Linked DNA regions of Mus musculus: region 1 is linked to region 2. The links are chromatin contacts, called in public HiChIP or PLAC-seq maps. All regions are on one chromosome and are shown on one strand. The core of a region is the stretch at or near the end of the contact, and the rest is flanking DNA. Distances in the headings are between cores, read along the strand shown.

Region 1 (4,506 bases), core at 700-3,199, 57 kb after region 2:
CACTTGGTATATTTTGCTGGCAATATTTCCACTGAGGTTTTTGTTTCATTGGGTTTTTGCTTCTAAGACTTCTATCATTTTCAGAATCTGTATATCCTTGCTGAATATCTTACCTAAGTTGCTTTTTAAAAATCCATGTCTGGATCTAACCTCCTTATTTTATCCATGTTTATTTACATCTTTATTTTTTAAAAAAATAAAAATATACTAGTTTACATAGAATTAGGTTTCATTCTAGCATTTCTCAAACAAAACTTGTTTTAGTAATTTCTCTTCCCCCTCATCTCTCCCATTCTGCTTCCTTTCTTATGCCCTAAGCACTCAGAGGCCACTGTGGCTGTAGTTGAAAGGTTAGTGACTATGTTGACAAGGATCATGGCCTCATCCATGGGATAGTGATTTGGCAAGTATACAAAATTTAGTGCTTGAGGAACACGGAGGCCTCTACCCATACTTCAAAAGAAACCATGGGAGGCCAGGCAATATGTGCAAAGGTAAGGTCCCCATAGGAAACAATGAAGAGGTTAGGTGTGAAACTGTGAGAGTGAAAGTGTAGCTGAAATGTGTTTTCTCCAAAAGAAATGCCAGGAATGTGGAATATCTCCCAAGGCAAACTGCAAGCAGAGTGATGGAGAGAGATGCTGGTGGGCTGCAACACCAAAGCCACGCTTGTGGGACTTCCCAAGTCCTTTGGAGCATATAGTATGTTAAAAGACTATCTAGAACAGGGTTTCCTAAACTTTTTCTGTTACCAGCTCATTTTCCCCCAAGAATTCTTTCACAACCCAGGTGGATGGATATGTAAAATAGATATATAAAAATCAAGCATCTACTGATAATAAATCATAAAGAAATGTATTTTAAAAACATGTCTCTGGTAGACATATAAATTGATCATTTATTAAAGATGAAAGCAAATTTACATGGCAAGGAAATGGATGTATTTGATTATTTTTACATGAAGAATTAAATCTTGGCTGAATAGTTGATACTACAGAATATAGAGCATCTTCAACACTTTCAGAGTCAATTACTATTTTTATTTTATAACCATCAATGCTGAGGCTACCACTTCATATAAACACATAGTATAAAATGTGAGAAATATATTTAGGGCTATTTCAAAAGTTATTGGAAATTCTATTCTAATCCCAAGCCAAAATTCAAAGAAGTAACTTTTTAAATGAAACTCAGAAATTCAAACAGTTTTAAAAGCAAACATTCTAACACAATATAATTCAGTGATACATTAATTTCATACACTTCGAGGAATGATGTTAAGAAAATAATAAAATATTAAAATTCTTAGTTAATTAATTCTTAATTAAGTCAATATGGTTTTATATGAAAAGAAAATTTTCATATTTCTTTAAGAAAGAACAACACTAAAACTCGTAGCATAAAGCACTCTCAAACCTGAGTCTATATGTATGCATGCTAAAAGAGGTCATGAATTTGAAAGAGATATGAGGCTGAGAGGTATATGGGAGGCTGAGAGGGAAAAAACAAAAAACAAAAAACAAAAAAACAAAAAACAAAAAAAAAAACAGAAAAAAGTGTCTGTCCTGAAATTGGCTTACTTCATTCCCAAACTATAATTATCCCTGTGATTTTTTTTTTGACATAAAGTCTCACTCTATAGCTCAAGCTATCCTTTCTGCTTACACCTCCAGAATGCTGGGATTGCAGATGTCAGTCACCTAGGCTAGTTTAAAAGAATACTTCATATCGACTATTCTTACTGCACTTCCGATGAAACCCAGAACCTCCTGCTCCCTAATCCAGGTCAAGCTCTCTACCACTGGACTCATAACAGCAAAACCTAAACGATAATAAAAAGCTTGAGAGTCAGAGTTGAACTCTGAGCAGCCCTTATGCATTCACATTCAATTCTAATGCGTGGCTATGAATTCTTTGTGTCATCTTGGCTATTTTCTTTCCCAAGCTCATGTTAACCAAGCCCGTGGCTTCTGGCTCATTGCTGTCCCTACCACGGCTATCTGTAGGTGGCGCTGGGCCAAGCGGCGCGCTCTCTATGACGTTTAAGCTGGTGACGTAACGTTCTGAGTTGACCGTTTATCTGTTACAGTTGCCATTTTGTAGCCATTACGGTCTTCGACCGCTGGAGGTCCTGGGTGTCGTCCGGAGGAGGCTGAGGTGGTGAGAGGATTAACTTTGTTCTTTTGTGAGATTGGGCAAGAACTGTTTTAGGACTGAGCCAGAGGGAAGAGGGGAACAGGACTGGCAGCACAGCGGCTGTGACCATTGAGAGACAGTGGCGGAATTCAGTCAGGCCCGCTAGCGTGACTAGGCCGCGTTGACCATGGCGATGGACTGGGGCGACCACTCCACCGGCTTTCGCCACAGTGAAGTAATTAGATTTATTAACAATGAAATCCTCATGAATGGAGGTGGGCCCGAATTTTACTTGGCTTTCCGCATGCGGCCCTGGAATGAGATAGAAGACCAACTTCGCGCCATTTTGATAGATCCTCAGGTGCCACGTTCTCTAAAAAGGGCCTGTACCTGGAGTGCCCTGGCACTGGGTGTGCGAATAGCTGCAAGGCAGCGTGAGCAGCAGGCTTATATGGTTGGGTTGTCACAGGATGCATTCGGGCAGCTCCCCTCGGCTCCCAGGGCCTCAGTCTCGGAGTTGTGGCAGCTCCGTCAACAGCGAGAGGAGGCGGTCACCCAGTTGATTTCTACTCAAGCCGCTCTACAGCAGGCGATGAGGGAGTGTGATCTGTTGCGCCGGAGGCTGCACCATGTTGAAAGATCAGTCCAGATGGCTCCTCTGGTTCATGATATTCAAAGCCAACAGCTTGGGGCTTCAGTGGTACCCCTGAGTCCAGATCATGCGAGAGTTATGGGTACAGTGGGGGCATACGACAGACGGTATTTGGAGGCACAAATGTCAGCTGCAACAAATGTCTTTTACATGCCAGGAAGCACAAGTTCCTGGCCCCTGGCCATGCAACCAACTGTGCCAGTTCCAGTGCCATATCAGCTCCCAGCACATCCACCATTCCTAACGGGATCTCCATTCTTAATGCCTTTCTCACCTTCAGTAGTCGTGGAAACAGAAGCAGGTGTTGTAGCTCCAGTTCCGTTACCTCCTGCATATCCTTCTGGTCCTTTTGCTGCACCATGCTCCCAGAACCCAGCTAGTGTGTGGGACCAGAGAAGCTACACGTATACTACTGAAGGTCCTCTGGTCACCCAGCGTGCTGTACCTGCAGGAAACATCAGAGACACCAGCCAGGAGGGAAACTCAGGGAAGTGCCAGGGGACAAATACCTTGGGAGACAACAGAAGCCACCTTCAAGAGCAAGATCGTCAAGGAGTTCAGTATAGGGCTACACTAGTGGACACTGAAAATGACAATGAAGGAGAAAATGAAGAACTAGAAGCAACATCAGCAGTAGCAGCAGAAGCAGCATCAGAAGAATCAACAGATACAGCAGAAGATGAGCAAGAAGAGGAAGAGGAGGTGGCGGAGAAGGAAGAAGCATATGACAACGCTGTAGATCTTCAGAATCTCCAGGAACTACACCTTCCTGGGCAAGGTCAACTCCATAGCCAGAGTGACAATCGTCCCCAGGCATCAGGTCCAGCTTCCTTGTACTCCGGTAGATGTCAAATCAAGGAAGAAGATGTGGAGGAGGCCCCTCCAATCCCTGTGTGGGAGAGTTGGAGCCAAGCTGTAAGAGAAAGCCCGAAGAAACAGCAACCTCAGCTGCCGAAGAAGGACAAGAAGCCACAAGCAGAAGCAGCTTCAGAATCCCAGCCCAGCTCACACTCTCGGATGAACTGGGTCTGCCCACGGTGTAAGTCTATGAATTTTTCATGGCGCAAAGTCTGCTATAAATGCAAGAAAATTTGTATGCCAGCTGAGTTTGGAGGACAGCCTCACTGATTCCAGAAGGTAAGCAAAAGAAACCAGTCTCGTAACAACCCCCAACCCCATCAACAATAACTTGCTTTACAGACAAAATAATCTGTTAGGCCTTTATACAAATTAACTAAATTGTTATCATGCTAGGTTAACACTTAAAAATATTTCTTTTGTCACTTTTGTTTATTATAAAAAATTATCTTGATTATATTGTTCAGTAAGAAAGTTAAAGGACACTTTATATAGGTTGATGTTGCTTTGTTTAAATAACTAAAATTATAAATATGTATATTCTTTTTTATTTATTTATTTGGACAAAGGAGGGCTGTTTTGACTATTGTACTCTTTAAAGCCAAGATTTCTTCCTAATAGCATTTCAATTTTGCAGTTTTGCAGGAGGTGGACTCCTGATGGCTGTTCCTGATGGGATGACACTCTTGAAGAAGAAGAAGAAGAAGAAGAAGAAGAAGAAGAAGAAGAAGAAGAAGAAGAAGAAGAAGAAGAAGAAGAAGAAGAAGGCGTAATGAAACCCTTTCCACCTTTCTTTGTTTCCTTCTTAGTTTTCTTTCCCTGAAAATCCTATATATTTAGAAATAGAACTTCTTCTCAAA
Region 2 (4,359 bases), core at 973-3,472:
TTAGACATAATTATTTCATAAATATAGAAAAGAGAGGGATGGGGTACTTACTGTTTTAGGAATGGGATGATATTTTCTTTTTTGTTTGTTTTTCTACAATGTTTTGATTCATATTACATTCCAATCACAGCCTCCTCCCAGTCAGACCTTTTCAAGTGCCTCCCACCATTACCTCCTCCCCTTTTTCTCAGGGAAGGGAAGCCCCCCTGGGGTACCACTCCACCCTGGGTCATCTAGTCCCAGCAGGACTAAGCACATCTTCTCCCACTGAGGCCCAACCAGGTAGTCAGTCCAAGTAGGGTAAGAGGATCCAATGGCAGGCAGCAAAGTCAGAGACAGACTCCACTACAATTGTTAGAGGACCTGCATGAAGACAAAGTTGCACATTTGCTACAAATGTGTAGGGTGGGCTAGGTCCAGCCGCTGCATGCTCTTTGGTTGGTGGTTTAATTTTTGTAAGCCCCCATGGCCCCATGTTAGTTGACTCTGTAGGTCTTCTTGTGGTGTTCATGACCCCTCTGGTTTGCTCAATTCTATCCCCCCACTTTTTCATAAGACTTCTGGGGCTTTGCTTTATGTTTGGCTGTGGGTCTCTGCATCTGTTTCCTTCTGTTGATGGATGAAGCCTCTCAGGAGACAGTTATGCTAGGCTTCTGTTTACAAGCATAGCAGAGTATCATTAATAGTGTCAGGGGTTGGATTGCTCCCATGGGGTGGGTCTCAAGTTGGGGCAGTCGTTGGCTGGATGTTCCCTCAATTTCTCTTCCATCTTTATCCCTGTACATCTTGTAGGCAGGAAAAAATTTGGGTTGAAGGTTTTGTGAGTGGATTGATGTCCCCCTCCTTCTGGAGGCAATGGTATTTTCTACCTTCTAATGGTATCAGCCTCCTTAGCAAACTGATGAGGACTTGGAGTGAGAGATGAAGTACAATTTCACATACATGTAATCATAAATAAATGCTCACCTGATCCACTGCTTGCCCCCTTTCTTCATTTTTCTGTAGTAGTTAAAGTATTCGCTTCATATCAAATTAAGAAATCCTTGAAGGGAGCTGTGGACTGACTTTAAAATCATTTTAAATAAAATCATTTAAATAAGATGATTAAAGATATCATATTCATGTACAAAATTACTAAAGGATATATGATAAAATTTAAAAATCACCTAATGAAAATATAACTTATTTTAGCAGCTCTAACACAGAATATAGATAAGATCTTTGACTTTTTGTTTGAAAATTACATTTCATTGGCTATATCAGCAATTTTTCTTGTTTCCATGAGCAAATATGTGACAAGAAACAACTTAAGCAAGGAAGGGTCTATTGTGGCTCATGAGTTGAGGGGACACAATCCATAATGGAAGGCAGGCATGGCAATAGGTAGATTCACAGTAGTGGCTGGAATCATGCTGCTGAAGCTTCTTTTAACCTCACCTATCAGTGGACCAAAAGACAGGGATAGGACTGGACACGTAGGGCTGGCTATAACCTCATGCTCCAGCCCACCATCATAGATCCACTTCCTTTGGCTGTGTACACCCTATGAAAGTTTCCACAACTTCCCCAAACACCATCTGAGACCAAGAGTTCAAATACAGGATTCTGTTGGGCAGTGTTTTACACCTGAGCTACAACACGTAAATTGTGTGAGCATCTTTATCCTTAAAAAGAACTTTTCATCTCAAAGCAGAGGTTCCTTTTGAAGGGGGTGTGCATTTAGGGCTAGGCAACCTGGGTGCTCTGTAGAGTGGCAGTCTATGGTATAGCCTATTTTAGTAGAGACTCCAGCTTGCTTCAAGATGTGGCTGCTGGAAACATGTGCTCTTTTAGCACTAAATAGACAAAATAGCAAGAAATTAGGCCTAGGGCAGGAACTGTGCCATTTTGAGTAAACAATGTGTATCACCAGCACTGTAGAAACATAAGCTCTGACAGTTTGTTCCCAGGAGCAGAGGCGAAACCTTCAGGGTTCCAGTAACTATTCAGTTTCAGATGCAGATCCAGGGGAGGAAGAGGGCCAGGCCCGGTAATTCTTTTCTAGTTCAAGGAGAATTAAGAATGATTGATTTTTAAAGGAAGGGTGCCCGGTACAAAAGAGCGCTTGACCCCAGAAGGAGACGGGGAGGGAAGAGGAAGCAGATGTTTGAGGAATAACAAAGGGAGCCAGGAGGCTATTGTACTGTGTCAATGATGTAATGCTGAATCGAAATGACTCCTAACTAGATTTCTACAGGCTGTCTTGTGCTCTGGGTGGGAAAAAGAGTTCCCACGCAGGTGCAGGTGCCTGAGTCTCAGACAGCAAGTCAGAAAAAAAAAAAACTTGTTTGCTTCAATCCACATATGTCTCTTTGCTCCAGCCTGGGCCTTCACTCCAGGTTGCTGATTACTCCAGGGACAGAGTCTTTTAAAAAGGCTTGAAATAAGATTCAGGAACAGGCAACTCCCCTAGTCCTGAGAGGCTTAGTGACAGAACCCAGGCAGCACCATTATAGTTCTTCAAGCCTTGTACTTACCCTTCACTTCCTGTGTGAATGAAGTCTCTTCTTTGGATAGGTCTCTAGATCTTTTTCCATTAATTAATTTATTTATTCACTTTACATCCTGATCACAGCTCCCCCCAAAACTCCTCTTCCCATTCCCCTGCCTCTTCTCCTCTGAGAAGGGGAGTTCCCCCAACCTACCCTGGTACAAGAAGTCACTGCAGAGCTAGGCACATCCTCTCCCACTTAGGCCAGACAAGGCAGCTAGTTAGGGGAACAGGATACACAGGTGGGCAACAGAGTCAGGGACAGCTTCCCCAACCCCCAGCCAGTTTTTAAGTCCCCAGAATTTTTATCTCATTTTCTTCTGAAAAACTTGATTGTGCATAGATCTGCTCCAAGGGGTGGGCTAAAGTTTACTCAACCCTATTTTAATAGAGAGAACTAGCAGATGCTATGAAATAATGATAATGAACTTGTAGAAAATTAATTAACTTGTTTCAATTCTGGTGGCTTTATTTTATACCACCATCGTTGTGCTTTTGTCTCTCTATCCATTTCAAGAATACTCCAGTAGTGGAAAGTTCTTGCAGAAGATCTCAAAGTATGGCTCCCACTCACATTGCATCTTTCAGGGCCTAGTATATACCTTGCATATTGTGGTGGGGTCACTGTGTTTATTTGGCCTCTAGAAGGTGGGATGACAGGCCAGGTTTGAGGATAGGGTAAAGATACAGCTAAGGATGGAATGAATTGAATAGCTAAACGGAGTGGATGTAGAACAGAGTTAACAGGGGAGGGACAGTGGATTATCTCTGTGTTTTCCATGTTTATCCAAGGGACAGAGCCATGGCACATGAACAGGATTTAGCCCTGGGAATTGACTCATGGGTGTTGATCTTACCTCAACCAATGAGGAAAATAACTGTTCAAACTCACTTTTAAGCCCCTGAGATTGCTAATAAGATGTCTGTTGGTCTTAATTAGGATTACTATTATTGTGATGAAACACCATGACCAAAGGAAAGGGTTCATTCAGGCTACACTTCCATATCATTGTTCATCACTGAAGGAAGTCAGGACAGGAACTCATACAGGACAGGAACCTGGAGTCAGGAGCTGATACAGAGGACACGAGGGGTTGCTGCTTACTGGCCTGCTTCCATGGCTTGCTCAGCCTGCTTTCTTATAGAGGTCAGGACTACCAGCGCAGGGATGGTACCACCCACAATGACTAATTAAGAAAAAGGCTTACAGCTGAATCTCATGGAGCCATTTTCTCAATTGTAGTTCCATCCTTTCAGGTGACTTTTGGTTGTGTCCAGTTGACATAAAACTAGCCAGGATACTATCAATGGTGTGTGTGTGTGTGTGTGTGTGTGTGTGTGTGTGTGTGTTTGTGTGTGTGTAGAAAGAAGGTTCTCACTTCCCACCTCATTGAGGCAGGGTCTTTATTGTTTCTGCCACTTTGAGTCATTCCACAAGGTAGCTGTCCCTTGAGCTGAGATACAGATACATGCTACTACATCTGATTTATCTCTCTCAATTTTTATTAGTTCATTGAGGATCTGGACAGTGTATTTTGATCATATTCACCCCCGGCTCTTCCCAGACCTACCCCTCCCTATCTATCCATCGTGACATCTAATGTTGGTTGTCAAATTAGATTACATCTGCAACCAATTAAAATCCAAGCAGCTGGGCATGCCTGTGAGGGATTTTCTTGATGGGAACATTTGAGGTTGGAAGAGCCAGCCTAAATCTGAGCCATACTTTCTGATCTTAGCTCACATAAAAGACATGGAAGAAGGAAGCTTTTGTTTTTTGCCCTTGTTTGCCCTCGTATAGGCAAGTTCATTTATCCTGTTGCCAAGGC

What was found. HiChIP or PLAC-seq counts read pairs in DNA pulled down with a chosen protein or histone mark.
Region 1: an H3K27ac HiChIP or PLAC-seq map of embryonic stem cells shows a contact between it and region 2, with 2.0 times the contacts expected there. The contact joins the promoter of Tex13d here to the enhancer-like site in region 2. A contact is called at or near these places in 1 of 484 Hi-C or Micro-C datasets (nephron progenitors), 7 of 115 datasets of contacts at active chromatin or transcription factors (CD8 T cells, T-cell acute lymphoblastic leukemia, effector CD8 T cells and 2 more) and 1 of 9 other capture datasets (adipose tissue).

What each region holds. Positions count from the first base shown.
Region 1 is chrX:42,487,609-42,492,114 of GRCm38.p6, forward strand. It overlaps Tex13d (testis-expressed protein 13D-like), which reads left to right and starts at 1,950. Exons shown (of 2, transcript XM_006541567.3): 1 at 1,950-3,925; 2 at 4,284-4,345. The coding sequence starts at 2,324. The coding sequence ends at 3,916.
Region 2 is chrX:42,430,114-42,434,472 of GRCm38.p6, forward strand. No RefSeq gene overlaps it. Among named protein-coding and RNA genes, the nearest start is that of B230118I11Rik, 54 kb to the left of the region's middle. Within about 2 kb of position 2,223, at least 30 of the 459 cell types and tissues checked have an H3K27ac peak or open chromatin away from gene starts, as enhancers often do. A contact at or near this core is called in T-cell acute lymphoblastic leukemia and embryonic stem cells, where this site is marked.